2 separate regions of the Triticum aestivum genome follow, and region 1 is linked to region 2. Evidence: chromatin contacts called from public HiCAR-type data. All regions are on one chromosome and are shown on one strand. Each heading gives the region's core, a stretch centred on a gene start, on an enhancer-like site or on the middle of the called end of the contact. The rest is flanking DNA. Distances are from core to core; before and after follow the strand shown.

What was found. HiCAR-type assays count read pairs that join an accessible place to other places.
Region 1: a contact with region 2 is called in a HiCAR-type map of leaf, with 9 times the contacts expected there. The contact joins the promoter of LOC123085771 here to the promoter of LOC123085767 in region 2. A contact is called at or near these places in 3 of 5 Hi-C or Micro-C datasets (all in leaf) and 1 of 1 datasets of contacts at active chromatin or transcription factors (leaf).

The regions. Positions count from the first base shown.
Region 1 is chr4A:178,140,163-178,147,806 of IWGSC CS RefSeq v2.1, forward strand. It overlaps LOC123085771 (protein transport protein yos1), which reads left to right and starts at 5,969. Exons shown (of 2, transcript XM_044507474.1): 1 at 5,969-6,150.
Region 2 is chr4A:177,378,716-177,385,631 of IWGSC CS RefSeq v2.1, forward strand. It overlaps LOC123085767, which reads left to right and starts at 1,713. Exons shown (of 3, transcript XM_044507469.1): 1 at 1,713-2,021; 2 at 2,129-2,364; 3 at 4,710-5,122. The coding sequence starts at 1,812. The coding sequence ends at 4,902. It overlaps LOC123085769 (probable calcium-binding protein CML27), which reads right to left. Exons shown (of 2, transcript XM_044507470.1): 2 at 5,832-6,171.

The DNA.
Region 1 (7,644 bases), core at 4,719-7,218, 770 kb after region 2:
CAATTTGTTCTGAAGAACTAAATTGTTATTCGTTTTTCTTGTTGGCTTGACTTAACATGGCACAGAGAAAGAGGAAGAAACACAGAATGGCAGGGAATGAGAAGTGGATGAATCCTGCAGATTCTGCTGGTACTGATGGTGCAATAGAAGGTCAAAGTCCAGCAGAAAATTCTACAAACACGGCATCCCATGCTACATGAGTTGCAAAAAAAGACAAACAGAAACAAATAGCTGCCACCAAACAAGCAGAGACAGCCCTAGTTCTTGCAACACCTACCACAGTACTACCAGCCGCACGACGTACTCGTGCGTCAACTGAGCTAGCAGCACGTTCCCAAGCTCCCTTGCCACCTGACACTACTTCCCAAGCACTCTTGACACAAGATGAGTTGGCAATATCAGATGAACCTTGTGAGCTTCAACAGCAAGAAGGTAGTTGCTGGAGTCAAGTTACAGTTGCATGCTTCTTTATATGTAGTCTCACATTTGATGTATACTAACACTTCCTATGTTTGTTGTTGGACTAGCACCTAGGCGCAAGAGGAAACAAACATTAGGGATAATGATCGATAGGTTAACTAAATCTAGAGGAGGAAGAATGGAGATCTGTTTTGAGACAGGTTTAAAAAGGCCACATGATACTACAGAGTCAGCCAAGTTAGTATCAGAGGCAGCGGTTGTTGTTAGGTGTCATGTACGTATCCTCCCAACATGGATTCAGTACAGGAATGACAAAGACGAAACCCAGTTCAACATCTTCCTCGACCATTTATCTGTAAGTATGGTTATGTATGGAAACTAGTAATATCGTCTTGCTCTGTCCAATACTTTCTAGGTTGTTGATAATGAGACTCCCATAATTTCCAACAGATGAGGTTCAAGTTGGATGTCTTGTAGCCGGGATTCCGAGTCTGATCGGGTCTTCCTGGGAGAAGGAATATCCTTCGTTGACCGTGAGAGCTTGTGATGGGCTAAGTTGGGACACCCCTGCATGGATTTGAACTTTCAAAAGTCGTGCCCACGGTTATGGGCAGATGGGAATTTGTTAATATTCGGTTGTAGAAAACCTGACACTTAACTTAATTAAAATGAATCAACAGCGTGTGTAGCCGTGATGGTCTCTTTTCGGTGAAGTACGGGAAGAGAACACGGTCTCGTGTTATGCTTGAAAGTAAGTAGTTTCAGGATCACTTCTTGGTCATTATAGTTTCATGACCGTGCCTTGCTTCTCTTCTCGCTCTCTTTTGCGTAAGTTAGCCTCCATATATGCTAGTGCTTGCTGCAGCTCCACCTCACTGCCTTTCCTACCCATAAACTTAAATAGTCTTGATCGCGAGGGTGTGAGATTGCTGAGTCCCCGTGACTCACAAATTACTTCCAAAACCAGATGCAGGTGCCGACGATGCCAGTGCAGGGAATGCGACCGAACTCAAGTGGGAGTTCGACGAGGATTCTGGATGTTACTATGTTTCCTTTCCAGACGATCAGTAGTGGAGCCCAGTTGGGGTGATCGAGGATCTTTTGCATTTGGGGTTGTCTTTATTTTGGTTCCGTAGTCGGACCTTGATTGTATTCTGGATGATGTAATGCTATATTTATGTATTGTGTGAAGTTGCGATTGTAAGCCAACTCTTTATCTCTTTCTTATTCAGTACATGGGATGTGTAAATATTACCCCTCTTGCGACATGCCTACTATGCGGTTATGCCTCTAAGTCGTGCTCCGACACGTGGGAGATATAGCCGCATCGTGGGTGTTACATACGTCTGGTTAGAGCAGCTAGGTATTTAAACCTGAAGACACATAGTCCTGAACACACAGTCCTCACCGTATTCTCCTTGAGCTAAGGTCACACAAACTTCGCCCAATCACTCGTGGTAAGTCTTCAGGTGACTTCCAAACCTTCACAAACTCGGTCACTCGGTGATCCACAATTTCCTCTTGGATGCTCTAGACCATGACGCCTAACCGTCTGGAGGATGCACAGTCCTCAAAAGTAACAAGTGTCGGTTCCACACAGGAACAATCTCTTCAGTGATGCTCAATCACTTTGGGTTTGTAGGGGTTTGGGTTTGGGTTTTTCCTCACTTGATGATTTTCGCTCAAAGTCCTCAAAGGATGGGATGCTCTCAATGACAAGTGTCAGTTTCTCGCGGAGCAGCCAACCAACTAGTGGTTGTAGGGGGGCGGCTATTTATAGCCTGGGGAGCAGCCTGACATGATAAGACATAAATGCCCTTCAATGATATGACCGTTAGGTGGGTAGATATTTTGGGACAGCTGGCGCATAGCACAGCAACGGTCGGATATTTGAGTATCGAATTCCTCAGGGCTATCATGTTCCTCACTTGTAGGCAATCCGCACTGGCGAATTCCTAACTCCTCGGTCAGAACAAATTCCTCAGAAAACAGAAGATCTTCGTCTTTGTCACTGAAGAAATTGACTGAACTGTATGAGATTTCTAATGGCTTCACTCGAAATGATTGGGTAGGTGTAGGATTTTGAAATGAGCATCACTTGGAAACTTTTTCTTAGTTTTACCTCGACCCCCTTTAACAGTACGGTGTTTCCTATGACTCAAGAAAGAGAAAATGAAACTACGAAAATAAAAGTCTTCACGCTTCATAATCCTCGCGTGAATATCAAGTCTTCACAGTCACACCAATTTCTTCACTTTCAAAGTCTTCAAGAAAACCAAAGTCTTCAGCTGAAGACATTCATTTTTAGGGATCAACTTTCATCGTAAATATCAAACTCCTCATAGACTTATAGACCTGTGTATACTCATAAACGCATTAGTCCCTTAACCTATAAGTCTTCAATACACCAAAATCACTAAGGGGCACTAGATGCACTTACAAAACCTATGTGAACAATGCTGGAGGCACATCATGGCATCTCCAACAGGTAGCAAAACTCGAACGACCGGGTGCCAATTTGGAGGACATGTGTTCCTTCTAAACTAGAAGTATTTTCTTGGAGATTGGCCCGACAGTCTCTCCCGGCCGACGACTTGCTTGATCATCGCAACATGGCTACTTCACGTGTATGTGCGTTGTGTGGAGAAGCGGACAGCTCGAGGCACACTTTACTTGAGTGTAGCATGTCGAGAAGTGTTCGGGCCCTCTCAGATGAGCAAATGGTCGAACATATGTGCCAAAAACACCAAACCCAATGCAAAGGAGTGGCTATTTGCTAGAAATGACACATTGTTGAAGGAGTAGTTTACACAATTGATCTTCGCATTATGGGCGATACGGAGCTCCCGAATGAAGGATTCATGAGGACATATTTCAAAGCCCGTTAACTACCCACGGTTTTGTTATGTCTTTCTTGTCAAATATTGAATTTCCACATAAGCACACGGTGAGCTCGAGTACCAAGTCCGAGCCAGCGGATCCCTCTGTCGGCAAATCACGTGAAAATTAATGTTGATGCAGCGATATCAAGACATGGAGTTTTCGGCGCGGTCGATGCAATATGCCGAGACTAGGGGGAACGTTCATGGGCGCGTCTATGTTGTTCTTTCCACACATTTTTTTATTGTGAGATCTTTCCACACATGGTTGATCCTTCTATACTTGAGGTTCTAGCCATCAGGGAAGCATTAGCTCTTGCACATGACCTTTATGCCCATCATATCTTCGTCTCTTCGGACTGCAAGTTGATTGTGGAGGAAATTAAGAACAGGAGCTCAGTTACGTATGGACCTGTTATCATAGAAATCAAAGTTACATCATTAGATTTTGCTTTCAGCATCTTTAGTCATGAATTTAAAATCTCGAACGTAGAGACTCACAATCTCATAAAACACGATTTTTTATTAGGAGCTGTTCATCATGTTTTAGTTAGGCCAACGAAAGATCTTCTCTTCATCCTGTAAACGATAATAAAGTTTGTAAGGTTGTGTAAAAAAACGCCTGCAGCCAGGATCCGGCTCCTCTACCGTGCCCAGCGGCATGGTACTCTGCCGTGCCTTCTTCCTACCCAGGGGTACGCACTGGTATGGGCCAGAATATCCCGAAAAAAAGAAGATATAGGCCAGAATCCAACCAGCCTAGCAAACCTGATACATCACACACCGCTAAAAAAATGGATGCATCACACCCCTGCACATTAACTAATTAACTATTACATTTCTGAAAAAAGTAATTAACTATTATTATTTTCCCCAAAAAATATTATTATCTAAAAACACGAATTTTGTATCTCAGTCATATATTACACGGAGCGGAATTTGTATTTTATATTTTCCTTTTCCTAATTTTTATTACTTATTATTGTTTTGTCAGTTGGATTGGTCCTTTTATTTTTATTTTTGTGCCTTTTTGTTTCTCCTCGCGACGCTCCTTGCTCGCGGAGTGGCCTATCAAAAAATAGACCGCTACTTGTTGTTTGGGCTAAATCTATTGGATAATCCTATTTGATAACTTCAGATAATTCGCAAAAAGCCCGGATAATCCACATCCGTCGGATATTATTGATACCGTATCCGCTACCATATCCGTCGAATATCCTGTTGACCAAAATCCATATCCGGGGATTCATGCGGCCGCATTTACATGTCCATGGATAGCACGTAATTACAGTTGCACGTCAGTCGGGCGGGCGTAAATGTGTTCACGTGTCTCTTATAGGTGCTCATAACGGCGTAAATATTAAAAATCGCTCCGCGTAGAATATGACTGAGATTTAGCAAAACCATTTTTCTAATAAGAGTTCATTTTCATTAAAGAATGTTGCTCATGTGTATTGCTAATTAAAAGTTAACTTTTTATACAATAATAAGTAGGTAATTTTTTTTGAGGGGTAGAACTAGTCTTTATTCATCAAAATCCACAATATGTGGGATACAGTTTAGATCATGGGATTGGCCAAACCAGAAATGGCGTCCCGGATCTAGAGACAAAGAAAATTTAGCTAAACTATGAGCTTCTACATTTACTTCCCTACGCTCAAAAGTAAAAAGACATTGAAATTGTTCTGCCTGAAGGCGAATCTCGCTAATGATTGCACCATATCTCCCCCGAGCATTCTTGTTGATATCTGAGATAACCTGTCTTGAGTCCGATGCCACAATGAAGCTCTGTAGATGCAAGTCCTCGGCTAACGCCAGTGCCTCACGACATGCGATCGCTTCAAGGGTGGCTGGATCATCAAGACCTTGGATCACCAATGATGAACTTGCTAAGAAATTCCCTTGTCTATCCCTACAGACTGTCGCCGGTGTTCCTCTTCTATCCGAACGAACTCCCGCGTCCACATGGATCTTTGCAAAACCCGGTGGCGGTATTCTTGGTGATCGTCTTGGCCCTCTTGCGGAAGGTGCATGCGCTGCTGGGCGACTTTTCTTGGACATGTCAAGCTCAGATATAAATCTTTTGATAAACAAATGAGTCGCTTGTGGTGAATGAAAAATGCCCTCATGTATTGCTTTGCGCCTAGAGGACCATATTGCCCATAACGTTACAGCGATGAGCACGGACTGGTGGTGCTGCAGGGTTTCCATGAGTGTGAAAAGCCATTGCTTTGCGTTCGGTTCCGTTGTGCTTATCAGGTGCTGCGCTAACTCCTCGTCCACCAGTGCCCATGTGCATCTCGCGACAGTGCAATTGATAAGCGAATGCCTCCACGAGTCCTCTGCCCCGCATAGTCCACATCACGTAGTTTCCGTCATTTTCCTGTGAGAGTGCACATCTTCTGTTGGAAGTGAATGCTTCGACAAGCGCCATAGAAACATTCTTATCTTGGAAGGGACAGGCGTCTTCCATAAGGTTTTCCAGGAGCCTTCTTCCGCCGACATGTTCAAGGAACCAATAAGTAGGTAATTGCTCTAGTTAATCTGTGCATAGATTTTTTTTTTGAGAATATCTGTGCATAGATGAACGGCTGGGCTGGTTAGTTCTAATTTCTGACCCATAGGCCCAATACCAATGTGTACGCTGGGTAAGAAGGCACGGCAGAGTGGGCACGGTAGAGGATCCTCGTCCCTGCAGCCACGCGAGCAAGAGGACTAGGGTTTCTCCCCCTGTCGATTCACACCCGCATTCGCGTCGCTCTCCTCACTCCTCTCCTCTCTCCTGCGGACGGATCTCGCCGCCCCGTCGCCTACCAAGCACGTCGCCGGTGCGCATCCTCACCGCGCAGAGGTTGAACTCTCCTCCTCCCATCCCTCTTCCATCTGTCCCCATCCCTCTCGGATCCCTCATCTCTCTCTGCCCCTTGCCCTGCTGCTTCTGCCGATGCGGATGTGAGCAGGCGGCTAGGCGGGGTGCTGCCGTTCCTGCGCGCGTTTTGCTCGGAGCCGAGCTCCCTGCCATGGCCGCCGTGGCCATGGGAGATGCTCCCCTCGCTCCTGTACAGGCGCGAGCACCCACACGCACCATGCGCGAGCACGCGCGTTCACCCCTGTCCCGCACGCACACGCATGCCCACAGCCGCGATGCACATGCTCTGTCCCGAATCTCCTTCTCCTCCTATGGATCTGTGTGATTAGCATGCATCTATGTGAACAATTGGGCTAGTAATTGTTTTGATTGCCATGGATCTGTGTGATCTGTCCCAAGAGTTTGCTAACTTGTGGAAATTAGAAGAAATCAGTAGGTAGTAAAAATTGTTATGCAATCACAACAATTCAATATGTTAACCTCCTGAATAATGTGTGCATATATTTTATTTTGTTTTGATGATGCAAATGATGTCAATATTATCAGTGCCCATGCCTTTATTAATTTATAAATCTGTGCTGAGTTTATATAGAGGAATGACAACGGCAAGACCCGAGATACGCTGATAGTGCAAGCTGCTGGTTTGGTTGCTGTTTTGTGTGCCTATATGGCCACGATGTAAATAAAAAACAACCATCAAAGTCTAGGGTATTAACCACTTTGCACACTCAAGACTGATAGTAAGCTTGAATTCGATAAGCCGAAACGAACAGAAAAAAATAAACAGTTTGTCAGGGCTTCTCGCTACCTTAGTTTATTCCCATCGTAATCCATAAGCCTGTTTTTGGAACTTCAAACCCCCACCACCAGTCAAACATCCATCTGATTTTGATTCCTTTTGCCGGTAAGCGAACCCCTAGTTTGCCTGGATTGTAATTCGGTCTGCTCTAGCCTTTTTGTATGCTGTGAACAATTGAGTCCTACCATATATTTCTTCATTGTTACCAATCTCAGTTACCCTGAAGTGATACTACAAATAGCAGTTTATTTTTGAAAAAAATGGGCCCTGTGCTTCATGTTAGGCCTGCCCCTCTGGTACGGAACCCTGGTTTGCAGTCCCTGGATTGTTCCCAGTTAATTAGCGTGATTTTCAGAAATTCCCTAGTTGTTCATATACCCCCAGTGTGAATTTCTCAGTTTTGCTCACCTTATTTCCTAGTGATGGTTTGCTCATATGGGCATTCCTGCGACGGAGGGATCTTTCCCAGTGAACCTTGAAATTTACTTTAGAAACTTATGGCATATCATTAACATTCTAGTGCCACATCTGGGCCTGATGGAAGTCATAATGTATGTGTTAGTGTATTTTCTTGTCCAGTTATGTTTATGTTTCAGAAGATGATGTTACTTTGCTATGTTGAGTCCATGTGGACAGAATTGTCTATTGGTTCAGTTATGATGGTCTGGTGACTGGTG
Region 2 (6,916 bases), core at 463-2,962:
AACCGTGACTCTCACGAACGAAAAAAAAACAAAAAATGCATTTTGTTTTTCCGAGAGGCACGGCCGTGACTCTTGCGAAAGCACAACCGTACCTCTCGCGAAAGCAAAACCGTGACTCTCGCGAAAGAAAAAAAAGAAAAAATGCATTTTTTTTGTTTCCGAGAGGCACGGCCGTGACTCTCGCTAAAGCACAACCGTGCCTCTCGCGGAAGAAAAATCGTGACTTTCACGAAAGAAAAAAAGCACGTTTTTCGCGAAAAAAAATTTCACAGAATTTTTTTTGATCGAAAAGCTAAGAAAGACCGGGGGAAAACCAAAACGTCGAAAAAACCCGGAAAAAAGCCGAAAACGCGTGCAGAAAAATAAAAATAAAAAACAAAATCCGAAGGAAGCGTCCAAAACGCGACATGTGGCAAATGGCTCAGGGCCGGCCCTGTGTTTTGGGAGGCCCTAGGCAAACTCGACGAGATGGGCCCCTATATCGTAAGATCATATATATGTATGTGTGCGTGTGATACATAAACATATATATATATATATATATATATATATATTTATATATATTGGACAATAATAAGAGTAATCTTTCAACCACACATCTTTAGTTTGAAATTTGACTATTATAATTATTGAACAATGCCATATTACGACAGAAATACTCAAAAGATAGCAAAACAAAACTAAAATGACATGATTACCTCAAAAAAGAAACAAATTCAACTCACTCCGTCGACAACAATAATGCTCCATTGATGCAAAGTCATTAAGGGCACTATCAAGATCAACATCAGATGAGTTATCATCCGAAAAAGCTTCTTAGGCAACGTAGCATGATGTGTCCTAAAATTATAAAAGTAAAGAGTACAAAGAATTAGAAATTTATAGATCGGATGAGCTAAACCCTAGATATGGACATAGAATGACTAAAGATTAGGATGGTTGAATGTATACTATGTAGAAGAGTATACATAAAAAGTTTGAAACTTCAGATGGATAGTTGAATACCTAGTAAAGAAACTACTGAAATTGAAGGATCGATGAATGGATCAGGAGTCGTGGATACGTACCGTCCTGACGCTCACATACGTATAACGTATTAACCTATTGCCGGATGGCCGGGTTGCCGGCACGGCCGCACAGCGCAACAACAGTCTGCCGGACTGCCGCGCGCAGCAGCGACAACAAGCGGCCAAGGTGCTTAGCGGCGGAGCGACAGGCCGACGATACGACGAAAGACGAACCGACAATTGAAGGCACAAGCCAGATCTTCCGATTGATTTGTTTCACATGTATACGCGTGCGCTGTGCGACCGTCGTGGCTGATGCTTCGCTAATCTCTACCTAGCTACCTTTTTTTTGACTTTCTACCTAGTTACCTGATGGGCCAAGCACATCTCATTTATTTTTCCAAACAATTTTTTCCTTATCTATTTTTTTGCTTATACTCTATATGTATACACATCATGGGCCCCCTTCGGCCTGGGTCCTGGGCCGCCGCCCCTCTGCCCATGCCCCAGGGCTGGCCCTGGAATGGCTGAGAGCGTGCCAAGTGGCGCTGATCGTTGCGAGGCTCCCGAAAAAACGCTCGTTAACTATTTGCTCAGGGCACTGCGATCCGGAACTCGGCGGAACAGAAGTCCATGGGCCGAAGATCCTAGTCCACAAGTCCACATCGGCGTACTCCGGCCCATATTTCACCCCTGAAGTTCACTGGCGTACCGTTGCTGTCCAGATAAGGCTCTCTGCTCCGTACCATCTTCTTCCGTTCCTCTATCCTCTACGATTCAGTTCAGTTAGACCCCACCGAGCCAATGGTGGCTCCGGCGACGCTGTCCCTCCGCCCCTGCGCGACCCTCGCGCCGTCCAGGGCCGCGCTCCACCGCGCCCACGCCCACGCCGGGTTCGCCCCCGCTAGTCGTCCAGCCCTCTCCGTCTCCTGCCCGCCGACGCGCTTCGAGAGCCTCCGCCGCGCCGCCACCGCCGTATCCGACCGGCAAGGCTCCGCAGAGCCTTCCGAGAAAGTAAGCATCGGCGCACGCTTCCCGTGCCTCGCATTTCGCGGCACCGGGCAAGTGGAGTATCCTGCTCAGTTTTGAGACGACGTGGTGGTGTTTTCTGTGTGCAGCAGGAGGAGAAGTCGCGGACCTACTACTTCCTGGTGGCGAACGCCAAGTTCATGCTGGACGACGAAGAGCACTTCCAGGAGCAGCTCCAGGAGAAGCTGCGGCTCTACGAGGAGCGCAGCAAGGAGCAGGACTTCTGGCTTGTGATCGAGCCCAAGTTTCTAGACAGGTTCCCCAACGTCGCCAAGCGGCTCAAGCGCCCCGCCGTCGCGCTCGTCTCCACCGACCGCAACTGGATCAGGTAAGTCAGCTGTCTCTCCAGGCATCGTTGCAAGCTCGAGCAATGCTAATTAGCAGAGTCCCCCAAGGATATTAAAACGCCAATGCATGCAGTCCCGGCAACACTCGCTTCTGTAGTTATCTGGCTATAAGCCCCTTCAATGGAAATTCAGCTGGGGAAATTCTCCCTCCCACTGAACATTACAACAACAATAACAACTAAGCCTTTACTCCCAAACAAGTTGGGGTAGGCTAGAGCTGAAACCCGTAAGATCTCGAAACCACCTCATGGTTCTGGCACGTGGATAGCTAACTTCCACGCGCCCCTGGACATTACAATAAATAAATCATGGTAATACTTACGTGTTGTGACTAGTAAGTGCTCACTTCATTTATAGTTGCCTGCCTTGCCCAATGCCCATATGCCATTGGCAGTGGCGGAGGACGAAAAAAATTTAAGGTGGGGCGGATCCTAAAGCCGAGTAAATTTTTTATGCAATATGAAAATAGCCTGTACGCAATAATAACACTCTGATAGTTTTACGTGATTTTAACTAATTGAAATACAATGAAGACGTGAGCATATTTAAGTAGACCTGAAAACATATGGATAATGAAGCTTTAATGCAATCTAGATTGCGAAGCTATTCTCTCAAAATTTACATCATAAATTCCCAACATGAAAATGTACAAATTTATAGCTAGCTCTTGATCATTTGTTTAGTTCAAGAGCTATCAATTTATAGCTCTCGGGATGGCGTGGTGTACCTTTTTTTTTGAGAGAGTGTGGTGTGTAGTGGTGCGTGCGCCTTGAGTGATCGGGATGGGCTTGATTGAACGAAGCCCAGCAACAGCAACAGGAAGTCATGGGCCGAAATAACGTGGACTGAAGCTGCACGAGCGACGAGCACCACTAGCGACCGTGACTCCACACACGAACCAGCCAGCGACAACGTATGCCTACGTGTACAAATCCTTCTGCGCAGAATCAAGGTAGGGCGGGCGCCCTGCCTCGCCCTACCGGGAGCTCCGCCTGTGGCCATTGGCATCATGTCATGCAGTGCAAGCTGGTATGCTTCCTGTTGCAAATGGCAAAACAGCGCATCGGTGCAGTTGTTATGACCGGCATATTAGGGGCTTAGCCCAGTGGGCTGTGGCCCAAGTTATTCTATCGTTACTAGGGACTTAGCCCAATTATCTTATCGTTATTAGGGTCGTTTGCTTAGGAGTCAAGTAAACCTCCTCTCTATATAAGGAGAGGAGATGTATCAATCTAATCAAGCAAGAAGCAATCAGTATTTGCTCGGCTTCCCTTAGGGAGCCGGGAGAACTAACCCTAGCCGCCTCTTGCGCCGCCGCCGCCTCTTCTCCACCACGCAAGGACGGCGCCCAGCCGCCGGCCGCCACGCCCTCGACCTCGTCTTCCTCCATCTTTCCCCTACAATCTCCGTCCTAGAACCGGCAGAACCCTAGCTTCCTAACAGCAGTCTTGTATCTGCAATTTGCACCGGATGCCTACTTGATGACTACCCATAATAATGTGCTTGCTATCAGCAAAGGCACACACTACAAATGTGTAGGTTGTTGATGAAAGAGGTGTGACAAAAGAAAAACACTAGTTCGGTTCAGATTCATGCAATGCTCTTCCAGGCAAGTTCAGATTCAAGAATTGACGTCTAGATATGCCACAAGTCAAGTTTGATTACATGGTGATGATTTGAGGGTTGGAAAACCTGATGTTTAGCAATCTTACATGGAAGCTCAAGTCCAGGATGTAGTCTCATGTATTTCAATAAGCCACATTTATAATTTTTCATCAGGATGTTATTTCAATGCAAAAGTGCAATTTCTTATAAAATGAAGCCTATGGGCTGTACTTCTTGAAGTTGTGCCATATCCTGTTCTGATTTTGTTTTTCGGCGTCATGAATCATGAATGTGTTTTTTTAGTACATTACTTTGGATAGTTTCTTGTTTTTAGTCACCCCCATTCAATAATTGGGCACAGTCTGGATATGAGTGGCTTGCATTCCTGAACATATTGATTAGACCGCAAAGCGAGCAAAAAGAAACTGAAGAAAATTAGAGAAACTTATTTAACCATTGAATTCTGAAACATGATGGCACTGCCGGATGCTGACTCTGTGCATCCCGGTGTTTTGTTGATGTGTGAGTGCTGGCATGGTGTGTGCTCTGTCAAACTTTTTTTTTTTTGCTTCTATACATATAAATATTCTTAGCCAAGCATCTGCTTGGATTCAAATTTAAGTTATTGCTAAAAGCCTGGTTCTCTATTTCTCATTTTAAAAAGCATACGTTGAGTAATAAATCCTCAATAATCTCATATTATCTCCTTTTTTGCTCTCAGATTCATGAAACTAAGGCTGGACAGGGTCTTAGCGGAGCAATTCGATGCAGAGACACCTGAAGAAGCATTGGCTTCTAACCCTGCAGAGTTGAAATTCGATAAGCCTGACAAATGGACAGCTCCATACCCCAAATACGAGTCTGGATGGTGGGAGGCCTTCTTACCTCCAAAGTCCAGCAACGGCACGGCTTAGACATGAACTCCAGTGCGCACGGTGTAAGATTTCTTCCATGTAAGTGATGATTGTAAGTTTTGGTTTACGCTATGTGTATGTAGTCCGTGAGTTTATGAGAGTAGAGTTAGCTACATTAGTTGCAGAGATTGCTCTACTTTTTGATAATACCAATTAAGTGGTGATGTTTTAAAGTCATGGTTATGTTATGGTTGTTATTATATTTCTTCAAGGATACTCATTCCTGATTCATGTATGTTTTCATTCAAAGGAACTGCCAGTCTATGAGGCCCTAAATTATATCTGACCCAACCTGTGAATCAATAATGCACACATCACCTGCAAAAAAAAAATGGTATGTTTGGATTGTGGCCAAAGTGCACCCTACCAAAATTTTGGTCATGACCCAAAGGTTGGTTTTTGTTTGGATGGTTGCCAATTTGTTGCCATGCCAATGAACTCTAGCCAATTCTAATTTATTTTTCTTGCCAATGTTGGTCAAATCATGGGCAATCAAAACCTCAACCAATATTTTGGCTAGCCAATACTTTGTTGGGGCAACCTTGGGCATAAACCAAACACACCCGTACACATGCTTTTACTTTCCAGTCTAGCAGGAACAACAATGATGAAAATAAAGCGGCAATGTCAATCATAGGACGCAACGCAAGACCTTAAATATATTGTGTAGTCACAACGGTCTGTTGTCCCATTAGTGCGATACCACTACTATAGCCATATAGGCTGTATAACAGGCTGAAAATGTTGTCTACATTTAGCAACTTAGAAATAGCCATGGAATGTTGAGCTAACTCGTGATTTGTTTGACATTGATAATTGGGCCTTTCTTTGTTGATCTAGACACCCCATAACTAGTTGATTTTCTAAAATTGTGAAAAAAAATCCAAGCGCTCAAATAAATTCTTGCCAAAAACTACAATCACAGGAAATTAACAAATATGCCAATATATTAGGGAAGTCAAATACATTCTACAGTCTTGACAAGAGATTAAGAGATTATCGGACTATAAGGCACATACATCAGACGCACAGTACCTACATGGTAACACGAACGAAGGATAAAACTTAGTAGAACAGATTAGGACACGCTAGAATTGCAAGCCAGGAGCTGCATTCTGAGCTTCTAAGGAACACACCAACTTCCTAGCACTGAAAAACCAACACAATTACACAACCCTAAAGACTGACTTTCATTTTTAAGGTCTGAACTCTGAAGCGATCTACGGATCTTGTGGTTGTTCCTCGTTCCGATCCTCCCATGCTTAGAACCTGCACAACCAAAGGAACACATTGCTTGATGGCTTGCGACAAACTTGACTCAAAGCAAGACGCGTAATGAAGTGCTGTAGGTCTAGAACTCTATTGAAGTGCAGACCATGTGGATACAAGTTGCTTTCAACAACTGGTAGGTCCTCTTAGAAAGGAAAATTCATCTGGTTGGTATAACAACCCTCGCGTGCTTAGCACTAGCACCATACTATTCCTTTTTTTTTTACGAGAAACAGTACTGTCTACTGAATATATCTACTCTCTCTTTTTTGTGCTAGTTTGTACCATACTAATCGCGGAGGAAAATTCCCCATGTGAATCCTAGTAATAAATAAGTCCTAGTGTTTTTCAGGAGGAACAGGTGTCAAATTTGTTGCCAAAGGAGAACCATAGAGAAAAACATTCATGAACATATTTGCTTCATTGGCCAAATAAATTTATAGTATTCAAATGACCAAATGTAATACAGTACCGCACGTCAACGCGCAACGGCAGTAACAGGTAAGGCAGGAGCAGGAAAGCCGCACGAAACTGCGGAGAGAATTTTTTTGGGGGAGGCTGGTCAAGGTCTTTGATACAGTTTCCGAATTAACAAGAGTTTGGAAAATAAACGAAGAAACTAATTGCTGCTTGCGTGTGATGTGACCATGGTTGTCAAGCAAAATCCTGAAGACCTACCGCCAGATCGAGTCAACGGTGGAAAGCTCGATCATGAAAAAATCACCCTAAACTAAAATGTCTAGGA